2 separate regions of the Sus scrofa genome follow, and region 1 is linked to region 2. A link is a contact called in public HiChIP or PLAC-seq data. All regions are on one chromosome and are shown on one strand. The core of a region is the stretch at or near the end of the contact, and the rest is flanking DNA. Distances in the headings are between cores, read along the strand shown.

Region 1 (5,881 bases), core at 1,136-3,635, 170 kb before region 2:
GGGGCAAGCTTGCTGTTTCCCCTCTCGACGTGTCCTTCACATTAACTCTCGTAGTCAAGGTGCCTGAAGCTCTTTCATCTCCAGCCTTGTAGACTTCATTCTCTCCTCTCCCAGGCTTCTCCACCTTTACTAGACTTGGTCTGCTAAGTAAACAGCTGTCCTAGTCTTAGTCAAAGCTGTCAATGTTAATTAGTTGCTATAAACTGACTCTAAACAGTGTGGATATGATGGCTGATTAATTTGTATTTTTTCCTTCATTGATTTTTTTTAAGGTGTTCTCTGACTCTAAACAGTGTGGATATGATGGCTGATTAATTTGTATTTTTTCCTTCATTGATTTTTTTTAAGGTGTTCTCTGACTCCAAATCTACACTGTAATCAACACAATATATAAGTAAGGTGGAGATAATTTTAGACACAGAATATGGCTTTTATGAGAATTTTAGAAACAAAGCTTGAGCTAAAGACTTTGACCCTTTCTTATCCGATTCTTACCCTACAGGATTTCCCTTAACCACTTGATCGGGGGTTAGATCACCATCTCGTCCTTCAAAGTGGAAGTTGCTTCTCTCTCTCTCTTTTTTTTTTTTTTTCTGGTTGTACATATACAATTCACACTTTTTTTTTTTTTTTTTTTTTTGTCTTTTTGTCTTTTTGCCATTTCTTGGGCCGCTCCTGCGGCATATGGAGTTCCCAGGCTAGGGCTTGAATCAGAGCTGTAGCCGTCAGCCTACGCCAGAGCCACAGCAATGCGGGATCCAAGCCGTGTCTGCAACCTACACCACAGCTCATGGCAACGCCCGATTCCTAACCCACTGAGCAAGGCCAGGGATCGAACCCACAACCTCATGGTTCCTAGTCGGATTCATTAACCCCTGTGCCACAACAGGAACTCCACAATTCATACTTCTTATAAAAGATTCATAAATTAAAAATATAAAGGTACAGGAGTTCCCATTGTAGCTCAGTGTGTTACGAATCTGACTAGTATCCATGAGGATGTGGGTTTGATCCTTGGCCTCACGCAGTCAGTCAGGGATCCGGCATTGCTGTGAGCTGTGGTGTAGGTTGTAGATGTGGCTCAGATCCTGTGTTGCTGTGGCTGTGGTATAGGCTAGTAATAACCTTTTATTTTTTTATGTCTCCTTCCAAATGTTTTCTATGCGCATATAGCCATGCATGTATTTTACAAAATGTGTTATACATGTGTTCTGTATTCTGTTTGTAATCATGACTCTGCATAGAAAAATGTAGTGTGAACATTTTTTTTGGTGGACAAAGAGAGCTTTATATTATCATTGTAATGGCACATCCTTATGTAGATGTGCCATGAGGTATTTAATAGACTGACCCCCAATGTTGAGCTATGACATTCTATTTATTTATTTATTTATTTATTTTGCTTTTTAGGGCCGCACCCGTGGCATATGGAGGTTCTCAGGCTAGGGGTTCAATAGGAGCTACAGCTGCCAGCCTCCACCACAGCCAAAGCAACATCAGATTCGAGCCATGTCTGCGACCTACACCACAGCTCACGGCAACGCTGGATCCTTAACCCACTGATCGAGGCCAGGGATGGAACCCGCAACCTCAGCGTTCCTAGTCAGATTCGTTTCTGCTGCGCCACGATGGGAACTCCTGTGATATTTTTTAGAAACCTTTCCAGATTTGACATCAAGTTTTCCCTTTTTGTTATGTGCGGGCCTTTTAAGGTTCAAAGTACAAGTTTTCCCAATAAAAATAGAAACCCAGGGCACTGACGCCTGAGCCATGGCTCCTGTCAAGTCACATCCTGTGCAGAGTGCTACTGTTTTTCCACTGTGAAACATTACTTGACCAGATTCTCAAAATAGCCCTCCCTCTTTTTAGCATGCTGGCCTCTCACTTGTGTTATCTGGCCCTCCCAAAGCGGCCAGCAAGGATTCTCAGCTTCTCGGCCTCGGAGTCCCTCTGTCCCCGTGCCAGACCAGACTTAGCCATCAGGGCATAGCGACGGGAGCTGCAGGCAGTTGGAACTTTGGGACAGCAAGTGGGAATGCAGACTCGTGGAGCCAGCCAGGTCCCTGTCTCCACCCATGGCAAGAGATCCCAGGTCACGCATAGAAGTATTCTGAGTCGGGGATAAAGGTCAGGGATCCAGGCTTCTGGTGTGCGTGAAATCCAGCCTAAGCAGCTCATAGTTTGTACTTGCTGATACCTAAAAATGACAGAGCAGAGGTTGAGAAGCGTTATAGATTTTTCAAGTCTTTCAGTCCTTAATTTGCGCAAGTGTAACTTAGAAGAGAACATCAGCTTCAGAATCAGAGAGTCTCAAGTTCAAGCCTAGATCTGCCACTTATTTTTCATGAGACCTGACACTTCAGACACTCAACACTTTTTAAATAAATGTGTTGAATGTACGTCTGTGAATATCAGGTTCCTCAGCTGTAAGATGAGGAGATCAACGTACCAATTCTGGGGCCGTCGTGGGGACAATTTAATGAATGCACAATCGCCACATAAAACGTGCTGCGTAAATTAGAGCTGCTGCTTTATTATTCTCAGAAGAAAAATTAGAACCCTTCTTTCCAAAATCTGGTTTTCAAGCCTCTCACCAAGTTTCTTTGTTCAACAAGTAGTTATTAAATAAGCAAGGGTGAAACATGTTGAGTCAGACACTATCCGAGGCTACAAACTAGAAACACTCATTCATTCATTCAACATACACATTGATTTACCGTCAATTAGTCAGGAACAGAGCACACAGTCATCTCCCTTCAAAATCCTTTTTTTGCATCTATCTACTGACTTCCCTCTCCATCTTCTTCGTTCTATGGACCATAGCCACAGGTTCCTAACTAGTCTCCCTGCTTCTATTCTTTTTTTTTTTTCTTTTTTTCTTTTTAAGGCTGCACTGTGGCATATGGAAGTTCCCAGGCTAGGGGTCTAATGGGAGCTGCAGCTGCCAGCCACACCCACAGCGACAACAACATGGGATCTGAGCCTCATCTGTGACCTACAGCACAGCTCACAGCAACGCTGGATCCTTAACCCACTGGGCGAGACCAGGGATCAAACCTGCCTCCTCATGATTACTGGGCAGGTTTTTTCTTGCTGAGCCACAATGGGAACTCCCCATTCTCAACTTTTTAGAACTACTTCTCATCCAAAGTGATTTTTTAAAACTGTTAATCAGATTATACCGTTCCTTTGCTAAGGCACAAAATCCGTAAAGAATAAGATGCACAGAGGAGACCTGGCCCCACATGGCCCTACAAGACCTGGCCTCTTCCTACAACTACAACCTCAGCTTAGCTCACCCATGTCACTCTTCCTCTGCCCCTGTGTTCCACAGCCTCAGTTTCTAGAACTGGTCAAGCTCTTTTCATCCTCAGAGCCTTTGCACATATTGGTCTTTCTGTCTCAAATACCATCTCCTAGGCTTTTTGAATGGCAGGCTTCTTCTCCTCCTTTATGAATTGGTCAAAAGTCACCCTCTCAGGAAGTCATCCCTAATGACCATCATCCATTCCTTAAAACAATATCTTGTTTATTTCTCCTGTGGCTTTATATAGTCTGTACTTACTATTTTTATTTACTTGCTTACTTGTTTATTATGGTCTCTCTCACTAGAACATAAGCCCCATGAAGGCAGAAGCAGAGCCTTGGACTGTGCCTGCCACATAGTGGGCACTTAATAATTTATTACATGAAAGATGGAGTTCCCATCATGGCACAGCAGGAACAAATCCGACTAGGAACCATGAGGTGGTGAGTTCGATCCCTGGCCTCACTCAGTGGGCTAAGGATCCGGCGTTGCCATGAGCTGTGGTGTAGGTCACGGACACGGCTCGGATCTCGAGTTGCTGGGGCTGTGCTGTAGGCCGGCAGCTATAGCTCCAATTCGACCCCTGGCCTGGGAACCTCTATATGCTGTGGGTGCAGCCCTAAAAAGACAAAAAGAAAAAAATTAATTACATGAAAGAATAAATGAGTGAATTTCTATTGTTTAGAACCACCAGGAATAGAAATTCCCAACTTCAGGTTGGGATGTTCTAGGATAGATATTTTCTGACATGAAAAGTTATTTTTATGTTGGATTACATTTGAAAATGGATAGACTGTGACCTGCAGAGGAGAAGGGAAAGTCAGTCTCCTCCAGGAGAAGAGCAGAGTCGAGGCCACTCCAGCAGCAGAGAATTTAAAAACTCATTTGTGGGAGTTCCCTTTGTGGCTCAGTGGTAATGAAATCGGCTGGCATCCCAGATAATGAGGGTTCAATCTCTGGCCTCGCTCAGCGGGTTAAGGATCCAGCATTGCTGTGGCTGTGGTGTACGCCAGCAGCTGTAGATTGTATTCGACCCCTAGCCTGGGAACTTCCATATGCTATGGGTGCAGCACCCCCCCCCAAAAAAAAGAAAAGAAAGAAAAACAAATACATAAATATGGAGAAAAGGGAACCCTCCTGCACTGTTGGTGGGAATATAAACTGGTATAGCCACTATGGAGAACAGTTTGGAGATACCTTAGAAATCTATACATAGAACTTCCATATGACCCCGCAATCCCACTCCTGGGAATATATCCGGACAAAACTCTACTTAAAAGAGACGCATGCACCCGCATGTTCATTGCAGCACTATTCACAATAGCCAGGACATGGAAACAACCCAAATGTCCATCGACAGATTATTGGATTCGGAAGATGTGGTATATATACACAATGGAATACTACTAATTTGTTTTTAGTGGAGATCAGTGCACAGTGGGATCAGGGGTGTCTCTGCCATGCTGGGATGCAGGTTCAATCCCTGGCCCTGCACAGCGTGTTAAAGGATCCAGTGTTGCTGCAGCTGCAGCATAGGTCACAACCACAGCTCGGATCCGATCCCTGGCCTGGGAACTTGGTATGCTGTGGGGCAACCGAAACGGAAAAAACCAAAACAAAACGTATTTGTATTTAGCGACACGATGAATTCCTTCTCCACTGCCCTCTGAGTAAGGCCTCACCATGAAGAGAATGGCTTTGGATCCAAGAGCCTGGATTCGCAGGCTCTACCACTTACCAGCTGTATGACCGAAGACAAGAGGGCCAAAGGCTCTGAGTTTATTTGAGCAAGAAATGGACCCCCGAGTCTGCTACAGAGTAAGCGCTTAGTTCATGTTAATTAATTCTCCTTTTTATTGCACTAAAAAGATTTTTTTTTAGGCTTACTATTGCAAGTTTAAAAGACACCAATGGCCAAACCTAGCACAGGGCTGGATAGGTCATGGATGCTTAAAAAGTGCAAGTTCACTGGTGAGAATGGAAATTGGCGCAGCCACTGTGATTTCTCAAGAAACTAAAAATAGGGAGTTCCTGTCATGGCTCAGTGGTTAAGGAACCTGACTAATATCCATGAGGATGCCAGTTCAATCCCTGGCCTCTCTCAGTGGGTTAAGGATCCAGCGTTGCCATGAACTGTGGTGTAGGTCACAGACGTGGCTTGGATCTGGTGTAGCTGTGGCTGTGGGCTGTGGCGTAGGCTGGCAGCTACAGCTCTGATTGGACCCCCCAGCCTGGGAACGCAGCCATGAAAATACAAAAAAAAAAAAAAAAACCACTAAAAATAGAACTACCATTTGACACAGCAATTCCACTCCTGGGTATATACCTGAAAAAAATGAAAACACTACTTTGTAAAGATACATGCACCCCATTGTTCATAGCAGCATTATTTACAACTACCAAGACATGGAAGCAGCCCAAGTGGAGATGTGAGATATATGTGTATAATACATATTCACACACACAAACAATGGAATAGCACTCAGCCATAAAAGGTACAAAATTTTTCCATTTGCAGCAACATGAATGGTCTTGGAGGGTATTTTGCTTATTGAAATAAGTCAGGCAGAGGAA
Region 2 (6,027 bases), core at 3,385-5,884:
TACCAAAATCTTCTGAGCAAAGACATGCATTATGAGTTTTAGTAAATTTAGTAAGGTAATTCTTTACATAATATTTAGAATGGACGCAAAAGTCACAAAACCTACATGATATATAGAAAACGGACTATTCAATATTGACGAAACTACCCAAGTCCAATATTTAATATACGTTATGTATTAGGTGGCCTTTAGCCATAGTTAGGAGTATAGACTCTGGACTCTTTGACTAGAGGGGCTGAAATCCTGGCTTTATCTCTGTTCTCACAATCATGTCAGGTTGTTGAACCTCACTGACCTCCAATTTCCTCATCCGCAAAATGGGGGTAATAATGGTACCCACTTCCTAGATTTTTGTGAGGATTAAATGAAATAACTCCTGATGCTTAGAACAGTGCTTAGCATGGAACAGGAGCTCATAAATGTAATTCCTGTTCGTTCAGGAAAAGGAAAAATTATATACATCAACCTCTTGCATAACAAATCATGATAATAAAAGGAAACCATCTTGCAAAAAGTAAAATAATAGGAAATCTCTAATTTAGTTTTCTTTGACTTTAGGCAGCAGATATGTCTTGAATTAATTTGGAATTTCCAAAAATTCACCCCCTAAAAAACAAACAAAAAACCTAGGGGAAAGGCAGCTCAGGTGCTTTTAAAAATTGCATTACTTTTACTACTTTTTAACTATTTCAAATTTGCAAGAGAAAAATATTATACATGTATATATATTATAAATAATAATAAAATGAATACTATATTCCCACTCCCTAGTTTAACAACTGTGGTTGAGACAGCTGGATGGCCCTCCAATAGTCATTCTCCCAATTTTCAGTAGAAATTTCTGGGCTGGAAAAATGGTTGGCTTGATAAAAAACAACATTTCCGGCCTCTCTTGCAGCAGGGTTTAGCCGTGCGACCAAGTTCTGGCCAATGGCATGAGAGCAGAGTGATGTGTGCATCTTTAGGCCATAGCCTTAAAAGCAACACGGTGTCTCTTTTTCCCCTTCCAAGAGGCTGGAAGTTGTGGGGCCTGCCACTTTTGACCACGAGGACAAGGTGGTAGACTAACAAAACGGAAGAGACCTGAGTTTCTTGGAGCTGACACCTTGGAGCTGCCGTACCTCTTTCAGATTGCCTACTCAATTAGGTGAGAAAAAAATCGTCTCTCTTGTTTCAGCCTCTGTAGTTTCACACTCTAACATAGATTTACCAATACTTTTGAAGCTATCCGTGTGCCCCCCACAATACCATCTTTCTTCCTCTCCACCAGGAGTAACCACTCTCCAGAACTGTGTTTATCATTATTTTTCTTTCCTTTCTAGCTTTGCCACAATTGTACGTATTCTGAAACACACAATCTTGCTTATCTTTGAACTTTACATAAATAAACAAAATCATACCGTGTGCGTTGTTCTGTAAACTTTTTTGCACTCGGCATCATGCTTGTGCAGTGCATCTATGTTAATAAGTATAGCTTTTTTAATTTTTGTAATGGCTGCACCCACAGCATATGGACGATCCCAGGCCAGGGATTGAATTCAAGCTGCAGTTGCCATCCGAGGTGCAGCAACAGCAATGCCAGATCCTTTAATCCACTGAGCCAGGCAAGGGATGCAGTGACCCAAGCAGCTGCAGTTGTATTCTTAACCCACTGCACCACAGTGGGAACTCCAAGCATAGCTTATTAAACCTGGTAAATAAAATTAAATTATGTGCAAATACCACAGTTCATTTATCCATTCGGAATTGGCAAACAGGTTACTTACAGCTTTTGTTTACCGTTCGGAGGTGCTGTGAATGTTCTTATACTCACTTCCTGGGGCACACGTACAAGAGTTTCTCTGAGATCTACTTCTGGATCAGAATTGTGATGTTACAGAGTGTGCGCACTTCAGCGTTACCAGATAACTCCAGACTGTTGTGCAGAATGCTTGTACCCATCTTTGTAACACTTGAACTTAGGCCTGTGATAAAGAAAGTTCTGGCCAATGGGAGGTATGTGAAACTCTTCTGGAAAAGCACCCTACTTTGCTGGCTCAGCTAAGTGGTATCCAGCTTTTTCCCTACCTTCTTGCACTGTCTTGCTGCTTGAAATACAAATAGGATGGCAGGTGCTTCGGCAGCCCCTTCAGAACCAAGAGATGACCTTGTAGCTGGAAGTCAGAGAGGATGTTGGAGCAGAAAGACAGAAGAGCTTGGGTTCCTGATGACTATGGACCCACCATCCGAGACCCAGGCTGTCAATTCTAAACATTATTTTTAGGGCTGCAGGTACAGCGTATGGAAATTCCCAGGCTAGGAGTTCAATCACAGCCACAGCAATGCCAGATCCGAGCTACATCTGTGACCTATGCCATAGCTTATGGCAATGCCAGATCCTTAACCCTCTGAGTGAGGCCAGGGATTGAACCCATATCGTCATGGCTACTAGTCATACTAGTCAGGTTCTTAACCTGCTGAGCCACAGTGGGAACTCCCATTTTTCTATTTTTCATGGATTTCTAGGAATTCTTTATATGATCCCGGTGCTATTCAATATGGATTTTATCTGAGGGAAATAACTTTTCCCTGTTTATGATTTGTCCTTACATTCTCTTTACGATGTTTTTGATGTATATTAGAAATTATCTGTAATATAGTTAAATTTATTAATTGGAAATGGAATTTTTTCCTTGGCCTATTCACGGAACAGCTAAATTAAAAGGCAGATAGCTCAAAATTGACCATACATAAAAGCAGCATAGTTAAAAGTGGATTTCTGGAGAGTTCCCAGTGTGGCTCAGCAGATTACAAACCATGCTAGCATCCATGAGGTTGTGGGTTACATCCCTGGGCTTATTCAGTGGGTTAAGGATCCAGCATTGCCATGAGGTATGGTGTAGGTCACAGAAGAGGCTCAGATCCCACATTGCTGTGGCTGTGGCATAGGCTGGCAGCTGCAGCTCTGATTCGACCCCTAACCTGGGAACTTCCATATGCCACAGGTGCAGTCCTAAAAAAAAAAAAAAAAAAAAGTAAAAGAAAAAGAAAGGGGGGTATCTCTGTCATTCCAATTACTTTCCTGCATTTGACAGCATCATTTTTTCACATTGAAGATTAAGAGATGTATATTCAGGAGTTCCTGTCGTGGCTCAGTGGTTAACAAATTCAACTAGGAACCATGAGGTTGCAGGTTCGATCCCTGGCCTTGCTCAGTGGGTTAAGGATCTGGCATTGTCGTGAGCTGTGGTGTAGGCCAGCATCTACAGCTCAGATTAGGCCCCTAGCCTGGGAACCTCCATATGGCGTGAGTGCGGCCCTAGAAAAGACAAAAAAAAAAGATGTATATTCAATGCATGATGTGGTCTGCAGACACCCCCATATTGCTCTAAGGAAAGGATTACCAAATTTTGTTGGTAAAAGGCCAGGCAGTAAATATTGTAGGCTTTGCGAGCTGTATGGTCTCTGTCACAACCACTGAACTTTGCCCTTGGAACATGAAAGCAGTCAAAAAAATATGTAAGGCATAAGTGGCTTTATTCATGGCACTGAAATATGAATTTCATGTAATGTTATGTCACAGAAAAATTCTTTAAAATTTTTTTTTCAGTCATTTAAAAATGTAAAAACCATACTTAGCTCATACGTGGAATGAAAACAGGTGGTGTGCGGGGGCGTAGCTCATTGGCGCATCTCCAAGGCGTGCTAAATCCTTGGAACAAACTACACCTGCTGGTGCCCGGCCCAACATGACGCTCCGGAAAACAGTTTCTGAGTTTGTTCTATGCCTTAGAGAAGCGCATGCAGATAAGAGCCATGAAGTGAAGAAAAAGGTAAGTGGCAGACTTGCCTCGGGTTGAGCAAAATGACATGTTTGTGACAGGCTGTCCCCTGTCTAAATGGGGGCATTGTGAGGTAAGGGGCTGGTGAACTGCCATTATGTGGCATGGGGGCTTGTTCCCCGTCCTTGCAGGGAAGGGGGTGTGTAAAAACACCCACTGGTATCAGACGCTCTTATCAGATGGGTTTCGACCATTCAGGCTCCTAGTTAGCCAGTGTTTCTAAGCCCCGATTGATAGTTCCAACACCTTGGAATCTGAACCCTGAACCCTGAACCCTGATCCCTGAACCCGCTAGTGAGGGTTCTCTAGAGCTAAAACATGGCAGGGCCCCTCGAGGTTGGAAGGAAGAACTGGGCCTGTGTGTTTATCCAGGAAGATCTCTCTTCTGGCAGATGCGGCCCTCAAGCCCATGACCCAAGAAGGGCAAAATCACCTTCTCACACACTACCCAGCTCTCCCCGGCTCTGCAGGCGGCGGCGGCGTCCTGCAGTGTGGGAAGGGCTAGCGCGTTCCCCGCTAGGAGGACCGAGCCCTGCACACCGCACGAGTTGGAGAAACCAGATTCTAACCGTGCAGCCCGCGACACGTCCCCCAGGGGAGTTTTCCCACCGTCCCGGGAGAAGAATCGGACTTTAGAGTCAGGTGCATCGGGCTCTGGGGGAAGTCTGGGTCCTTCGGGCGGCAATTAGAGAGTCAGGGGCGCCAGGGACCCGGCGGTGCCCCCCTCCCCGACCCCCACCCCCCCAGCCCGGGCCCCTCCCCGAGCCCCGCCCCCCGCGGCCCGCGGCTCTGCGGGCGGGCGCCTAGGGCCCCGGGGGCCCCGGCCTGAGTTCGACCTCGGCCGCGGGCCGGACGGGCGAGTCCCACCCGCCGGGCGCAGGCCCGGGCCCGCGAGCCCCTCCCTCCACCTGTCCCCGCCCTGGCGCCTGGCGCGGGCTGCCCTCGCTCGCAGCGCCCGGGCCAGCAGGCGGCCATGGCGGCGGGCGCCGGGGCCAGGCCCGCGCCGCGCTGGCAGAAGGCGCTGGCAGAGCCGCTGAGCGCGGCGCAGCTTCGGCGGCTGGAGGAGCACCGCTACAGCGCAGCGGGCGTCTCGCTGCTCGAGCCGCCGCTGCAGCTCTACTGGACCTGGCTGCTCCAGTGGATTCCGCTGTGGATGGCCCCCAACTCCATCACCCTCCTGGGCCTCGCCATCAACCTGCTCACCACGCTTCTGCTCATCTCCTATTGCCCGACGGTCACCGAGGAGGTAGGGCCTGCCGCCCGCCCACCCCCAACTGCTGGCCCCCGGAGCCCTGAGCCCCCCGCCCGGGCCCCGCCCCGGGTGCGCTGCTGAGCCTCCCGAGGCCGCAGAGGGTGGACCCCGCCATCGCCCCCGCGCTGCGGCCGCCTGGAAGTGGTCACGCCGCTACCCGGTCCTGTGTCCACCCCGAGCCTCCCCCCGGACCGCACAGGGGCTGTCAAGGTCACTGCCCCGGTCCCGTGTTCACCGTCCCCGGGCCGCAGACGGGCCGCCTTGGCCACTGCGAGCCGGGGGCCTGCCTGCGCGGCCGCCTCCCGACCCCGGGCCAAGCTGCAGGGTGGATAGGCAGTCGGTTACTTTGCACCCTGGGAACACCCCCAGCTCCGTCCTGCCTGGCCCCGGGACTTGTGGTGCGCTTGGCCAAGCCCCAGATGCCTTTTGAACACATATACTTAACCGTCTGTTTCTCGAAAGTTGCGCTAATGATCCTGAAATTACCGGTAGCCGGTGGTAATCAAAGATAACTTTTAAGAGGTTACTTCCTCTTTGCTTTGTTGGCTTTTTCTTGAAAAACAAAGGTATTATTAGCAAGGTGATAATCCTTATCATCACGACCCAGGGATCATAGAAGGCAAAGGATTTTTATTAGCAATGAGTATTTGACCTATGCCCGAAATAAGAGTAAATAATGCGGGCTTCGGACAGCTGGTAATGAGACCTGTGCTGGGGGACCGCAGGCAGAGGGGGCTACTCCCACCCACTGCTTTTTAGAGAATGTGGGAAAAATATTACATTGCATGTTTTCTAATGTTGCTTTCTTTTCTTTGCCCTCCAAGTAGAGAACTCCATTTGTAATAATTGAGTATGGGTCCTGGGAGAACTAATTCGTTGAGGTTCGGTAGCAGGATACACTGGAAGTATTTCATGCCCTCCATACATGGATCTATTTTTTTAAATATTTGATGA

Evidence for each region. HiChIP or PLAC-seq counts read pairs in DNA pulled down with a chosen protein or histone mark.
Region 1: an H3K27ac HiChIP or PLAC-seq map of skeletal muscle shows a contact between it and region 2. The contact joins the enhancer-like site here to the promoter of CHPT1 in region 2. A contact is called at or near these places in 1 of 5 promoter capture datasets (liver), 5 of 47 Hi-C or Micro-C datasets (alveolar macrophages, embryonic fibroblasts, heart right ventricle and 2 more) and 1 of 2 datasets of contacts at active chromatin or transcription factors (skeletal muscle).

Annotation. Positions count from the first base shown.
Region 1 is chr5:82,708,890-82,714,770 of Sscrofa11.1, reverse strand. No RefSeq gene overlaps it. Among named protein-coding and RNA genes, the nearest start is that of MYBPC1, 61 kb to the right of the region's middle. Within about 2 kb of position 2,385, at least 5 of the 83 cell types and tissues checked have an H3K27ac peak or open chromatin away from gene starts, as enhancers often do. A contact at or near this core is called in liver and skeletal muscle, where this site is marked.
Region 2 is chr5:82,542,997-82,549,023 of Sscrofa11.1, reverse strand. It overlaps CHPT1 (cholinephosphotransferase 1), which reads left to right and starts at 4,634. Exons shown (of 8, transcript XM_021092681.1): 1 at 4,634-5,067. The coding sequence starts at 4,795.